Regions from separate parts of the Anser cygnoides genome. Here region 1 is linked to region 2. The links are chromatin contacts, called in public Hi-C maps. All regions are on one chromosome and are shown on one strand. The core of a region is the stretch at or near the end of the contact, and the rest is flanking DNA. Distances in the headings are between cores, read along the strand shown. Region 1 overlaps GCH1 (GTP cyclohydrolase 1). Region 2 overlaps WDHD1 (WD repeat and HMG-box DNA binding protein 1).

Region 1 (6,984 bases), core at 2,437-4,936, 44 kb before region 2:
CATGTCCTCAAGCTCCTTCCATCTAAAGATGCTCCTGGGCAGTGCAGGAGGGGCCACCCCAGGAGGGAAAGCCTCACGGAGGTGTTGGATCCCACCCGAATTACCCTGCCCGGGAGAGCAGCACGCGGGGATCAGCACCCTCCGACCACACTGCGCCTCGCCCGCTCAAAGCGGCTAAGAAAAGCGTCACCTAAAACCCAGCGAAATGCTTTTTCCTTCCACAAACAGTCTGACTTTCCACGTACGTGCGTCTGCAGTTTGGGTTTCAAAGCACGTGTTTGTTGCGCTAATATTGAATGAAAAGGGGAAGAAAAAAAAAAAAAGGGTGGAAAATTGGAGCTGGACGGGCTGAAAGGGCTCCAAGGGAAGTCTGCAGCAGCCGTGCGGTTAGGGAAAGTCGCAGGGCCCGCTGACGGGCTAACTGGAAACAGGCTTAAAAAAGGAAAGGCCGGGGAAGAAACGTTTCCATGCTGTCAGGAGATGTTGATGCGGATCCGTCCCAGCTTTACCAGCCTGGGCTCGGGGATTACGCCACGCTTGAGCCAATTCCAGCCAGCAAGCTGGGGCAGTCGGGCTCACGCAGGCTGTGGTTTCTCACAGCCCAGCCCCTCGGAGCTGGTGGAGCAGCTGCTGGGCTGCCCCAGGCTGCGTGGCGTCCCAGGCACGTCTCACAGCAGTGTGCTGTCACCTCTGTGGGACACACAAGGCCCTCGTTCTTCTTAACAGGGTCTTTTCTGAGCCTACCGAGAAGGCAGATGAGATGCAGCCTGCTCCTGTCCTCCCGGCGTGTCCTGAGCACAGCCTCCCCGTGCAGGTGCAAAGCGCTCCGATTTACCACCGAGGGGAACAATCAACCCATCGCAGGCGGTAGGCAGGGATTTCCCATTACAGGAACGTTTAATCTGGGTGGAGAGGGCTTTATGAGACGAGGCCCTTGAGTTGGAGGAAATAATTAATTCCCCAAGGCGACTGGCTGGGGGATAACCGGGGGCTGCCTTCGAGCAAGGAACCCGCTCCCAACGCCCACCAAATCCCTGCCCTCTCCAGCAGCACGGGGCTCGCAGCCGGGGACACGAGGGCTTTGCAAGCTCATCGTGGCCTCTGTCACCCCCTCGTGATGGGAGGGCGATGCCACTGGATGCCAAACCTCAATGGGGAAGGAACACCAGAACCGGGGGCTGCGGGGGGCCGGTTGCAGCTTTGTGCAGCCCAGCCCCATCCAGCTGTGGTGGCGGAGACGTTTGGCAGCGCTTTCAGAGCCAGGCGAGGAGCGACTTCACCAGCAGGCTCAGCAGTGTCCCCGAGCTATTTTTATTTGCCTGCCTGCCAGCCAAGGGATCTGCAAATAGCTCTGTAACGTAAGGCTGGCACCGGCACCCTCGGGCGCTGGATCTGCCCTTGGATCCCCGCGCGCACGCTGCACTTTGGGGTCCTGGCGTGGGCTGGAGCCCCAGGGCAGCCTCCCATCAGCTGCAGGACCCCGGCACCCCACGGCACGCAGCTTGCAGGACTGCCAGGGGAAGGTTTATTTAGGGCTTGATGCTAAAAACCAGTGCCTGACACAACAAAGGCTCTGCCATGCGTTATTACAGGTGTGTCAAGGTGCTCTGCCCCCTCCCTGGCTCCCCACTTTCTCTTTGAAGCCTGCGCTTCCTGAGCGCCCTTCACCCCGCACCTTCACCTGCTGCTATTATCTTTCACCGCGCTGCCGACAGCTCACGTACGGACTCATTTCTTTTTTTAAGTAGCTCATCCAGCCGTGTTAGGCACCTGGCTTTGCACAGAGACGGGAGCACACTGCAGAAAGCATTTGGGGTCACGCAGGCAGTGCCAGGACATGGCCTTGCATGGCCACGGCACCACTCAAAGACCCTATAGCACCCCAGCCCTCCGACCCTGCTTTCAGCCAAAACCAAAGTCTCTGGCTGTAAGGACTGTAATGAAAGCCTGCCACATGCAAGCCTTATGGAGCCATACAGCCTTAAATCCATACTATATCAGTCTCTATATCTATAGGTCTCATTGGCAGGGTCTGCAGCCTTACAAAGATGAGGCCGCTCCTCTGCGCATCCCAGCAAGGCACCTGGTGAGCGAGGCTTACACAAGTCTATCGCGGACCCATCCCTGCCCAATTTGGGGGTCAAGCATCCCTCTCCCTGCGGCAAGCAGTGGGAGATGCCCACGGCTCTGCCCCTGCTTAGGAAGGGGCTGAAAGCCAGGCGCAGGCAGAGCAGGGCCTGATGCTGCACCGGCGGGCAGCGTTTGCAGCGTGGGTGCCTGCAGGAGCAAAGCAGCATTCCCCTTCTTGCCTCTAAGAAAACACCCTGCTGCGCTATCCTGTTCGGAGAACAAATTGCCCAGCTCAGCCAGAATTCCCACTTTTATACAGAGATTTTTGACCAATTTTAATAAAATGGAAGATCATCCCGGCAGCTTAGCCCCCTGCTTTTTGAGAGTCCACCGCCGCCTCCAGCCCTGCGCAGGGGCTCCCGATGCAGCATCGCCCCGCGGTGGGGCTGGGTGCCCCCATCCCACCCTTGTCCCCCTGCCTGGCTTCGGGCAAGCCCGAGGCCTCGCAGCCGCCCCAAAAATTGCTTCCAGCCCCGTGAAAGCTCTCACTCCTCTCCTGCGAGAGCTCCAGGCCGGGCTCAGCAGAGGGAGCCACAGACTGTGCGTGCCCGGCTGCGGCTGGGGCGCTGCCACCCAGCCAGGGCCTCTTGCCCTGTTGCTCCTCTTGCTCCTCGGGGTGTAAATGAGCATGGCCCGAGCATCGCCGAGCTGAAGAACAGGATCTCTGCGACCAGCTGTCATTCCCACTGCTGCCGCTTTCCTGCAAAACCCTGCCCTGTCTGAGTTTCTTCTTTCCTCCATTCTCATTGATCCCACATGGTAGCAGTCACTGCCCCCCCAGTTTCACCTCCCCAGTGACAAGCAGTGGGGACAACCGGAGCAGGAGGCTCCCGGCCAGGTGTGCAGGGGCCTCAGCGGTGCACAGCCAGGGCTGACACCCCCACGGAGCTCGGATCCAGGTCCCCGTGGGAAGGGTTGATGCAGGGCTAAGGCTGTAACCCTGCACAGCCTGAAAAGCAAGCGGAGATCCTGCAGGCCCTAACTGCATCCCGCAGGTACATCACAACAGTGACACCAACAGGACAGGTGTTGGAGGCAATGTTTTTTTTGTCTCCTGGTAATTAGCATATCCCCGGACCACAAAACTGGTGATTTTTATGGCTAGAGCAGGAGGAGCATGCTAAGGATGAACTCTGCCTCCTGCAGCAGGTGAAAGCCACCGGTCTTTTATATCATCGGTTTTAATATAAAGATAACACCCCGCCTCCCCAGCCTTTCCTTGACTAAAGTGTAATAGCCTTGCTAACGCTGGGTGCTGATTACATCATTTTTGCAGGAAATACAGAACCCTTTTCCCATGCATGGATCTGCTGCAGGGTGTGCTGACACCTGCACCAGGACCTTGGTCCCCAGCTCCTGCAGCTCCCAGCACTGTTCTTGTACCCTGAAAGGGGTTTGGGTGCACACGGGTGATGGAGAAATGGGGAGAGGGTTGGAAAAAGAGCCCCTGGGCAATCTCAAGTGCCTCCCTGGTGCGGAGGGGACAAAGCCAGACAGCCCCACTGCTCTGTCACTCGTGGAGGCTAGGCAGAGGGAACCCCCGCAGGAATTGCTGCCTTGCTGGCATTAGGACAGCCCAGGGAAAAGAAGTAAGACTCTGGTTTGCCTTAGCACTTTTAAAACAGTTTAATAAATAGGCCTGTGTAGCTCAATGACTCTTATGGCAGGGTTTTAACCTTCGCTTTCCTGTTGCAATTGGAGCAGCGGTGCAGAGAGGAGACGCGGTAGGTACACTCTGCCTCCCCTGCAACACTCCACCACCAAGCACACACTAAAAGCTGTTAAAAATAATCCTTGCTATGATATCCTTCGGGTTATTTCAGCAAAATTTGTTTTGAATACTGTGCACAATGATTTGTTTGATGTCCCTCTTACCAGCCCAGACCAAGACTTATTAAAAAGGGCTTTAATCTTTTATATCCTCTTGATTACCAAACCATGACTGCAACTTTAAATACAACTGGAAGGCAAGCTTTTCATAAAGGTTATTTCCAGGAGTTCAGCAGAAGGGCTTAGCTAAAGCTCAAAGGGCAGAGCTGACTGCAGAGTCTTTCCCAACACCGATAACTCGATAGAGACAGCAGGGGCAGAAACCAGAGGCCAGGTAATGAGCAATTTGAGCTCATTAAGCAACCATGGGCTGCTGGAAGGTTGCCTGGAAGGTTGCGACGGCTACATAAAGCCTCCAGGATTATCAGGGCCCTCAACTGCAGCCTAGGAAGAGAGATTTTTGGCTAGGAAGAGCGTCTTCTGACTCCACATCTCACATCCACAGGCAGCAGGATCCCATGTTCACCACCTGTGTGACCAACCTTGGTCACCAGCAGCTGCTGGTTGCACACAAGAGGATGCTTTGAGGAAGAAGCATTTGGACTTGTAGATTTTCTACATTCTCTTGCAAAGCACAGGTGGGTTGAGAGCACAAAGGCAGCGTGAGGTCCAGCCCCATGCAGGGCTGGGCAGGAGCTGCACTGGAGCTCAGAGGATGCACCTAGCCAGGAAGCGGGGATACGTAAGGACACTGACACGACAAGGACAGGCTCCTAGCTCTTTGCTGCAGGGACTAATTGCCTCCTGGCTGAGAGAAGTTACCTGCACCAAAACACAACGTCTGCACCTGAAAGCGAAAGGCAAAGCAAGGGGACCCAGGAGCCGTGCCCAGGAGCTGGGGCGGTGAATCAGGGACAAGCGACGCTGCGTCACGTGCGGAAGAGATGACTGAAAACACTGGAAAGAAAATCAAGGTGAAAGTACAAACACAAAAGGAGCTGCTTGTATGGGTGGCAATCAAAAACACCTGAGAAGCATCCATTTCCTGAAGGTTACCATTGAACATTATCAGGAAATGAATGCAGCCTGTGCTAAGAGATGGGATCTCCTGGGGTGGGGTAGTTTAGGGACAGGAGTTTGTCATTTTTGTAACAGAGCTTGGTTCTCCTACAGCTTTGGTTCTTAGCACTCTCATCAGGTTTTTTGAGCTGTAAACACTCCCAAGGCGAGTATTTTTTCACCTCAAAGAAAACAGATTTTTCACATGATTACAAAAGCAGGGAGGTTCCTTTCAAATCCCACACCTAAAAAAAAAAAGCAGGGAATAGAAAACTTCTTGCAGAAGCATCTGTTTTGGCAGAAAGGCTGTTTCCCACCATAATCACCAGCTTTAACATACAGCCATGAGAAAAGCAGAAGCAGCTCAGCTTTACAACAAAGACAATTCATAAAAGTGCTCTGAGGCTTCCCAGGAGAGCCATGTCCAAACAGCACAGTCCGTTTAGAAAAAAAAACACGAGACCGGAGGGGGCTTTCATTCATTATTCCTTGTCCATTTGTGACTGCCGCGAAGTTCACCCACACAGCATGCTGCACCCAGCACATTCCCCATCCCTGCCTGCAGCCCCAAAATTTCTCTGGCTGCCTTTTCCCCAGCCTGGCCTGTTTCATCTTGTGCTTTGACACAGAGACGTAGATAAGAGATTAGCAAAGTGACTGCTAACTTTTATACAGGCATTTCATTTCTTCTTCCTCTTATTTTCTCATCCAGGCTGCAGGTGAGCCCAAGAAGCACTCCCCTCCAGAGGGGGGCAGCTTTTAGGACACGCTCACCTGCTGGTGCAGCCACAGCTCCAACCGCAGCAGACACCATCTCATCCCCTGAAACTGCCTGGTGACATAAAAGAGCAAGAGTTAAGCGTGAAGGGACCTCAAAAGGACGCTTGGGAGCAGCCCCTGCTTCCTCCCTTCCTTGCTCCAAGATATTTGCTGCTGCTTCCTATGACACTGAAGATGAGAACAAGAAAAGTTGCACCGTCTTGGAGAATTATTTTTTTTTTGGTGCCCTGCCAGCAACCAGGGACAACTGCTGTTTCAGAAGAGCAGCTGAGCACCTCATCACAGGGCTGGAGCACTTGCAAGCACAGAAACTCCCCCACCCGCTTCCTTGCGCGATGCCATCGCCTTTCAGAGCCACCAAGGACGCTACCACTCCAAAGGATAATACTGTGCTTTAATGTTTTAGAGGCAACGGACACTTAACGTGATACAAGAGTAGGCTGTACGAACTATACATATATACACACTAGTTGTAGTTAAAGCTCATGTATTTGACCAATATTAACGTTCCCAAAAAATGCACCAAGTCTTACAACAAATATGTGAACAAAATCCAAGGCCACGAGTAGAGAGGTATGTTTTAAGGACTACAGGTCACATGGAAATAAAAAACAGCGGTGGTGCAATATGAACTTTATCCTGAATAGAGATAAGTGGTTAAAACACAAACTTTTCACTACCTCAGGAGTAAGAACGTGTTTTACAGAGACTCAGTTTTCAAGCAACTGAAGCGAGCAGAGGGAAACAGTTGTGTGCACCTCTTTGGTCCTCAAACTCACCTCCCAGCTGTTGAGCTAAAAAGGAGTTTTACTCTGAACTTCAGGCAAGAAGGACTTAAGGCTTTTCAGCTGAATATTTGAAACCAAGACTGAACTGAAAAGCGGCAATAACTGCTCTCAATCATTTAAGGAGAATGAAAGCCATAGAGTTAGTGTATTTTATAAGTGTGCAACACACAGCTTGTTCATGCTAGCAGACAAGCTTCTGTAGCACCTAACAGAATCCAAGATAGAGAATATTATAAAACATCTGTCCAATAACCCTGTGAAGATGGCCAAGGTAAAGCTACTATATTAAACACAGGAGGCTATTGGCAAGAAGTGAGGGTAGTTACAGTAATAAATTGGGGTGTTTGTGTTGTTTTGTTTTTTTTTTTTAAGCCTGTCTTATTTGTGCTCTTTAAAGTTCTTCAGGCTCAATGGAAATTTGACCTGGCTTGATTTTCATTGTTTCCCCGCAAGGGTT
Region 2 (7,215 bases), core at 3,916-6,415:
CCCCCTAACCTTTGCTGATTACCAAAATGCGTGCACCTGAAAACAAAAGGTTCATTTTTCTCCACTAGAATGTCAGCGTTAGATTCATCTGGCACTAAGAACAACATAGCGTTTGCAGTGTACTTCAGCCCTCAGAGTGGAAGTTGCAATGCCATGTCTACAACTGCAGCCATTCACGATCCAGAAGAACATGGTAGACCATTTAAAAAGGATTTTTTTCTTTGTGAAACAGCACATTTAAAACTAAGGGAAAGGCTACAGATAAGTCGCTCAACTTATCACTTCCTCTTGCCTTAAAAAAGTTACAAACTTCATACATAAAATTGCTACGGGAGGACGCTGCTTCTGATAAAACAGGACATTTTTTCTGCGTTATCAGACTGGTGGTTAGCTATTGGTTTCCTTACAGCTGTACCGTCCAGATGCCGAGCAAGAACATACAACTCTTCTGTGTGATCTGTATTTAAAACAAAAATAAAGAGAAAGAAGAAGACACACATCTTCTGCCTCTTCTTGCTTTACAGACAGCACAGGCAAAGCAGATGCAGGTGAGAGAGGAAAGGTAGAGAGCACAGATACAGAGAAAAGAATCCACAGCAAACATGTAACAGTTCAGTAGTTTGGAAGAGCTGGGATTAGAGACAGGGGAATAAGATCTACTGGGATAAACTGAGATGGCATATTGAAAGAGGGGAGGGCTGGAGAAAGGTAAAAGGATTTTAAGAAGGGTGTAGAAATGGAGCAGAGACAGAGGCAAAGAGAAAAAAAATAGGTTGGAGACAAAAAACTAACCCAACAAAAGCAGAGCAACTTGGTATCAAGTCCACTTTGCCCCTGAAGCCATTGTACACAGACATGCAGTAAGCAAGCAGTGGAGGCACTTTGTGTCAGTACCCTCCTGCTAATTTCTAATTAGTCCTCACAAGATGTCACCAAGAGCTTACCATTTTGTATATACATTTTATGAGTAGAGCAGTACAAACTAGTACTTCCTAACAAACACATTACAAATTACCGTCCAGAAGAGCAGAAGCGCATCAATTGGGATAAAACATTAATAAATCAGTAAAAACATTCCCAGGTTTTTAATCTCAGAAATTTGTCTTACCCAGCATTCAGATGATTTCGGAAATCCTCTTCCTCCTCCTCTTCTTCTTCCAGTGCTGTTGCCAATTCACTTGCTTTCTCTACAGCCATTTCGCTAAGCCGCTGGGCTAAATTTAGCCTTCGAGAGCGAGAAGCATACTTGATTGCTAAATTCACAACGTTTTGTGTCATGAGGTCAGCAAGTTCCACACAACGAAATTCACGCTCCAGTTTACAAGAAAGCTGAAAGGAGGAAAGCCTTGAGAGTTACACACTTCACTTATACAGCTCCCTGATGACTCTAGGACCAGAATATTATGTGTTTTTTGTTTGTTTGTTTGTTTGTTTTTTTATGTACTGAATGAATAAAGACAAATCACCAACAATTATGAACTGCATAGCAAAGAAAAAGACTTTTTTTTTTTTGGTAAGAACCCTTCATATTGATAAGTAATAACATTAATTGCTATCCACCTCTTATTGTAGCTGGAGAGATCCCTGATAACCAGCCACATTTCTACGAAGAGCAATCACATCTAAATTTGCATCAAATGCTATCTACTCAAAATAAAGTCTTGGGCATTCTATTTTTTAAGGTATTTGTACTTACAGCAAACAATTTCATTAGAAGCTCTTGCTGCTCTTTCACTGACTGACTTGTAGCATTTTCATCAACTTCATAGCCATTTTTTGACAGGTAATCCACGTGGTTGTGAAAAACAATGGAACGCCAGTATTGTTCCTGAAAATGGGAGAAAGATGCATGCTGGAGGTCAGAGGGAGGGTGAAAAAATACAAAGCTCTCACCTCTACACCTAATAATTTACAAAGCGTTTTATCAACTCATTCTTAAACGTTTCTTTCATTTTATAATGACGGGTGAGTGGCAGACAATTCTCTTTAAACACCAATGCCTAGTGAGGAAAAATAGACCACGCTAACATACAAACCCATCCCAACAGTCATCCTCTCTTTAAATTCCATTTCTATTACAGGCTTTCAGCAGGACAAAACCTACATGTTCACCAGATTGCTACCAGTATGAGCTGTTATAGAACAAATTGAATACTTTCTCTTATATTTTCTGTCTCAGAGTGAAATGGAAATATTCCACAATAACTCTGTAACTGCAGGAGTAACGTTTGCGAGACAGGTTGTTCAGGGAAATACTAGTAAGGCCATTAGACCAGACTAGCTCTGTGGCAAAATAACTTACTCAAAACCAATGTCTTTTTATCAGATCTATTAGGAATCACCTGTTTCTTTATAAGAACAATTTACACAGATGTACATATTCCTCTGGGTAAAATACAGTTCCTGATTTGGAAAGGACAAGGGAAAAAAAAAGGATAAAACAAACAAACAACATAGTCCATCAAGTAAACAAAACAAACAAAAAAACAACTTTGAAAGGAATGAGAATGAGTTCATAAAAAAGAATAAAGTATTTGTTATTGAAGCCTTTTCTTCCACACTTGTATCAAGGAGAATCAATTTCAAATAGCATTAAACAGACTCTGAGGCTTATGTTAGAATTTTATGTCCTTTTCTATTTTGTACACTACAGCTGAACCCCACATTAAAAAAAATTAGACTAATAAAATTTGAAAAAGAGATAACAGCTTCCTGGATATTCTTCGCACATACATCTTCAATTAGACTCTGCCTTAAGAAAATATGAAGGCCTATGTTTTCAGAATGATTACTGGGAATACTTAAAACGTCTTTCAAAAAACATCTTCCAGAAAAATGACTGTGCCTAAAAAAAAATAAAATAGGCATCTTCAAGGGGATCTCAGACCGAATCCCCAAATCCTGCACTTCCTCAAATATTAGGCCACTTCCAACTTTTTAAACAAACAAACCAGAGAGAAACTTGATTGCTCAGAAAGAGATTATGTGTAAATACAAACCTTGTGTCAACTCTAAGGACTTTATTTTGTATTCTTCTAGAACCAGTTGGGAAGCAAACCAAACTGAACGGGCTACACCCAAATAACCCCTGAACCCAAATAACCTCCTTAGCCAGGTGCCTTACTCAGAGTTTGCACTACCCTCTTCGTAGTAGAGATGATTAATGGGAATCTTATATAATCCCTACTATGGGGATGTCTAAGACTATCAGCTGTGGACTCAACACCATTCCATACCTCCATCTGTCCCTTTTCTGTTGTAACTTGACAGTAAGGAAGCGTAAAAGGTAATATTGCTACGGCAGGACGTGGGAGCGTAGGAGGGAATCGGGCTCCTTTGCAGGGAATACACCTGTACACAGGAAACAACAAAAAAAACACACACCGTCCTCATCAGCTACAGAGTCACCAGTTGTTCTACATCTAAATCATGTCTCCTAAGAAGCAAGATACTTTAAGAGGATTTGTTCTTTAAAAAGTAGTAATTAAATTACTGACTTAAGTATAGCAATACATTAGATTGTATTATAAAGGGTTATTTTTACATTGCAACCAATAAAAGATTTTAAAACCAGCAGGCACACGCTGCTCTTGTTCACACCAGAAACTCCAAACATGGCACGTAACAGGCACAGGTCTCTATCTCACACAACACACTGTTTAACAGCAATTACAAAATGGAAATGAAGCTTATTAAACTCAGGAACTACTGAAAAACTGAAGGCCACTGGAGAAACAGCAGGCACATCTACCATTTATTCTGATGGGGGTTTTGGACTTCATGAGAACAGTGCTGCGTCCAGGCACACAGAGGGGGGAAAGCTGCACATACACATACTGAAAACACAGTCTGTTTCATTAAACTACTACTCTGGTAACAATCACTAAAGCAAAACGTCGGGGAAGAGCTGTATTTCCAGCAGCACCAAGGAGCACCAACAAAAATGCCTCTTTTTATAGCTTTAAGCTAGTGTTTCAAACGCTAGGAAAAAAAAAAACAGGAAGCATTAGTGTTCTGTGTTGATTACGGCATATGGTGTTTCTACAATAACCCTCCCCCTTCTTATCTTCAATATGCTAGTGGCTTTGAATAAAATGCTCTTTGCAATTCCGAGAGCAGTGTTTTCTTTCTTGGAGTAGAAGGGGGGGAAAAAAATCAAGATGACTGACTCATAGTTGATCATCCCATCAGTGTGACGTGTCCTGTGCATTTTTGGTGAATTTTTGAAAGGCCAACATTACTTAATATTTTGGAGGGAAAAACGGACAGTTAATTGATATTTACTTGTGATATCAAAGTATTTTCTTTCCTGCGTAAAACAGAGGATTTCAAAAAGTGTCACATGAATATAAATAAAACGCAGTCTTCCACCAACACCCAAAATTGTGCATGATTAGCAAAGTAAGAGAGCCCAAATGCCTATAAAACGTAAGCTGACAGCTTCTGAGCTGCTAGGCAAAGGACACGTATCACTGAATAAAGAAGACTACAAACAAAGCTTAGCAACTAACCTGTAACAAGCATCATAGGAGTTAAGAGGAGTAAAGTTATTTAGACATCATCATGGTCCCATTTTGAAGTAATGGCTCACTCTCGGCTAAATATTTATTTGAACACATCAGCACTTTCACAAAATTGTTCTTCATGGCCACAGCATAAATACTAATATAATATCAGATTTTTCTTATTTATCTGTGCCTAGTGATGTAGATTAGTCACAGGATTGTAGTCTTCTCAAATGGGCAGAAGGAAAAAGCATAGGTAGGAAAAAAAAAAAACTAGAAACTTAAGAAATACGTATATACCAACAGCAGAAGCAGAATCCTAACAGCAACTTCAAGTTTTTAGTAGCATTCTCTAGCAAAGTGCAGTCCTTTGAATCTGCCTGCATCAGAGATGTGTGATTTCATAATAAAAAGTGCTCATGCCTGTTAGCCACGGCAAGAAGCCAGTATTAGTCTGTTACACGTTATAAAACCAATGAGTTTATTCAGAACAAATTGACTAATGAAACATCCATGCAGAATTGCATTCATGAACTTGATCAATCACCATGCACATTTACTAGCTACCTGCTTTAGTAATAGTTGTTTGCAGTTTCTCCTACTATGAGGTGTTCTATAAATTACAAGCACAACAAAAGAAGCACTTCTTTTGTGGAATAGCTGACCTGAGCTGCTGGGGGTTTTCGTGGATGCCCACGACCCAATAATGATCAGATTTTCCTTTGCAATGCTCTCTTGTGTTACACACTGGAATCCAAGTGTTCCCGAGTCTTCGGTTCAACATCCGCACAATTCCCTCAGAATCCACGTAACAGGGGGTACCTGTTGGGTACAAATGTAGACAACTGTTCTTGCAGGCAACTAATTATGACGCGAGTAAGTTTGAACTGGTGGATACTGCTGCGAAATGACGTTTTACATAACTCAAAGGCAACAACCCAAACAGTACAACCTAACTGGGAAAAACGAGTTTCCTTAGAAAGATGCGCCACCTTCTGACAGCCAATACCACTGCTACTGACTCACGTCCAAATTTAAGACTTTAAAACATTTTATGAACTCAAATTTCTGTTACTTGGGTAGATCCCAAAGAACGTTAGCCATTTTACAATTACTTTTTTCTAGTTATTATACAAACTCCTCCCAACCTACCAGCTTTTCTGTGGGGACTTGTGCTGAGATAGTTATGTTGAACATGCCAATTATGATGCACTTATGCAGTTTATTTCTTTTTGCTGAGCAGGGCAACTGATCGGGAAATTTAATTCTGGTAATACTCAAGTGTATTCTACTCATAGTGGAAACATATTAAAGATTTCTTATAAATATTCATAAAGAACAGAAAAACAACTTTGTTTAGCATTGAGGAGATTTAGGGGGCGGGGAGGGGAAATCTAGGTCCCAGAATTGCCTTTACTAAGGGGGTGTTAGCTATCCAACCCCCCCTCCAAAAATCACCTAATATCTTCAATATTTCTCAATGTTATTCATACCTTCTGCTGAGAATCCAACCCACGTCAAATAGGACTTCTTTGTAAGAGAAAGAGGGTCTCCATGCAAAACTTGCTTTTTCTTTTTTCCTAGCTCCATCAGCTGTACTCCGAGGCATTGGTCCCCATCAAACCCAGTACCTAGGATGAAGTTGTTCAATGACTACATCAAAAAGCAAAGAATTGTCTTGTCTCTTGGCTAAATTTAAATAAGTTTTGAATCAATAATTAATTCTAAGGCAGCATTATTCATGAATACAACTATCAGACAAGCGACTATTTGTCATTTTGGACATACAAAGCATGCAAAGTAGTTCCTTAATTTCCTGTAGTAATTCATTCTGGCGTATCTGAAACCTAAATTTAATCTATTTATGCTACTGTTACAAAATTCTCCTGTTCCCCACAAGTTAATCTAGGCATCCCAATATAAAACATAGGCTTTGATGTCAGATTCCAAAAAGTTATAGGTTGTGACAGTAAAAGTGTCATCAAGAAGACAAGAAGAAGGAAAAGTAAAACTATTCTGGTGATTATGCACAAATATGAAGTATTTGAAGTATTTGAAGCCAGTAACAGACAAGGACTGAACGAAAGCACAGTTCAAAAAAGACAGAAGGGAGAAAATACCTCTGTGATAAATAACCATCAACTGCTCTCCATGTCCTGCCATGGACACCACAGGACCTGGGAGACTGAAGATCTCTTTCTGAACTCCTCCAGCTGTGAACAGACGAACCAATAAGGCACTAGTGGCACAAGCAGCCCAGCCCTGACCTAGACAGATAGCCTCAATATCTTCGTCCTTTGGCATATCTACCGTCCACTCCTTGTTTGTATCCCATGAGCTAAAATGAATGCAGTGGAGCTTGCTAAAAAAGAGACAAAGAACAGCAGTGAAGTATCACAAGAAGAAAAACACAATATCTGAAAATATATCATGCATTTTAACTACATGAATATATTGTGTTTCTATCAGAGGCCTAGAATCTGTGCCTGTCATAGGAACTGCGTCATCCTACAGATTACGAGTGGTCGTTTGCAAAGCTGTTACGTTATTATTCAAGAACTGAAGAGCCTGCTCAGTCTCCAGCACCGCAGATTTACAGCCTCTAAAGCATGAAGCAGAGACACTTCAGAGGTCTGAGTGGCGATTTTTGGATGGAAACAGATAAGCATCTTGCTTAATTAACATTGCAAGAACTGAAAGTGTTCAGTAC

Evidence for each region. Hi-C and Micro-C count contacts between places; a contact is called where the count stands out from the background.
Region 1: a Hi-C map of liver shows a contact between it and region 2, with 5 times the contacts expected there. The contact joins two enhancer-like sites. A contact is called at or near these places in 4 of 7 Hi-C or Micro-C datasets (fetal liver and liver).

Annotation. Positions count from the first base shown.
Region 1 is chr5:62,903,708-62,910,691 of Taihu_goose_T2T_genome, reverse strand. GCH1 (GTP cyclohydrolase 1) reads right to left here. Exons shown (of 6, transcript XM_048066252.2): 6 at 6,113-6,984. Among named protein-coding and RNA genes, the nearest start is that of GCH1, 23 kb to the right of the region's middle. Within about 2 kb of position 3,686, at least 2 of the 3 cell types and tissues checked have open chromatin away from gene starts, as enhancers often do. A contact at or near this core is called in liver, where this site is marked.
Region 2 is chr5:62,861,026-62,868,240 of Taihu_goose_T2T_genome, reverse strand. WDHD1 (WD repeat and HMG-box DNA binding protein 1) reads right to left here. Exons shown (of 26, transcript XM_066998604.1): 14 at 6,626-6,867; 15 at 5,999-6,136; 16 at 5,171-5,327; 17 at 3,237-3,351; 18 at 1,697-1,828; 19 at 1,109-1,329. Among named protein-coding and RNA genes, the nearest start is that of TRNAG-UCC, 7.5 kb to the right of the region's middle. Within about 2 kb of position 5,165, at least 1 of the 3 cell types and tissues checked has open chromatin away from gene starts, as enhancers often do. A contact at or near this core is called in liver, where this site is marked.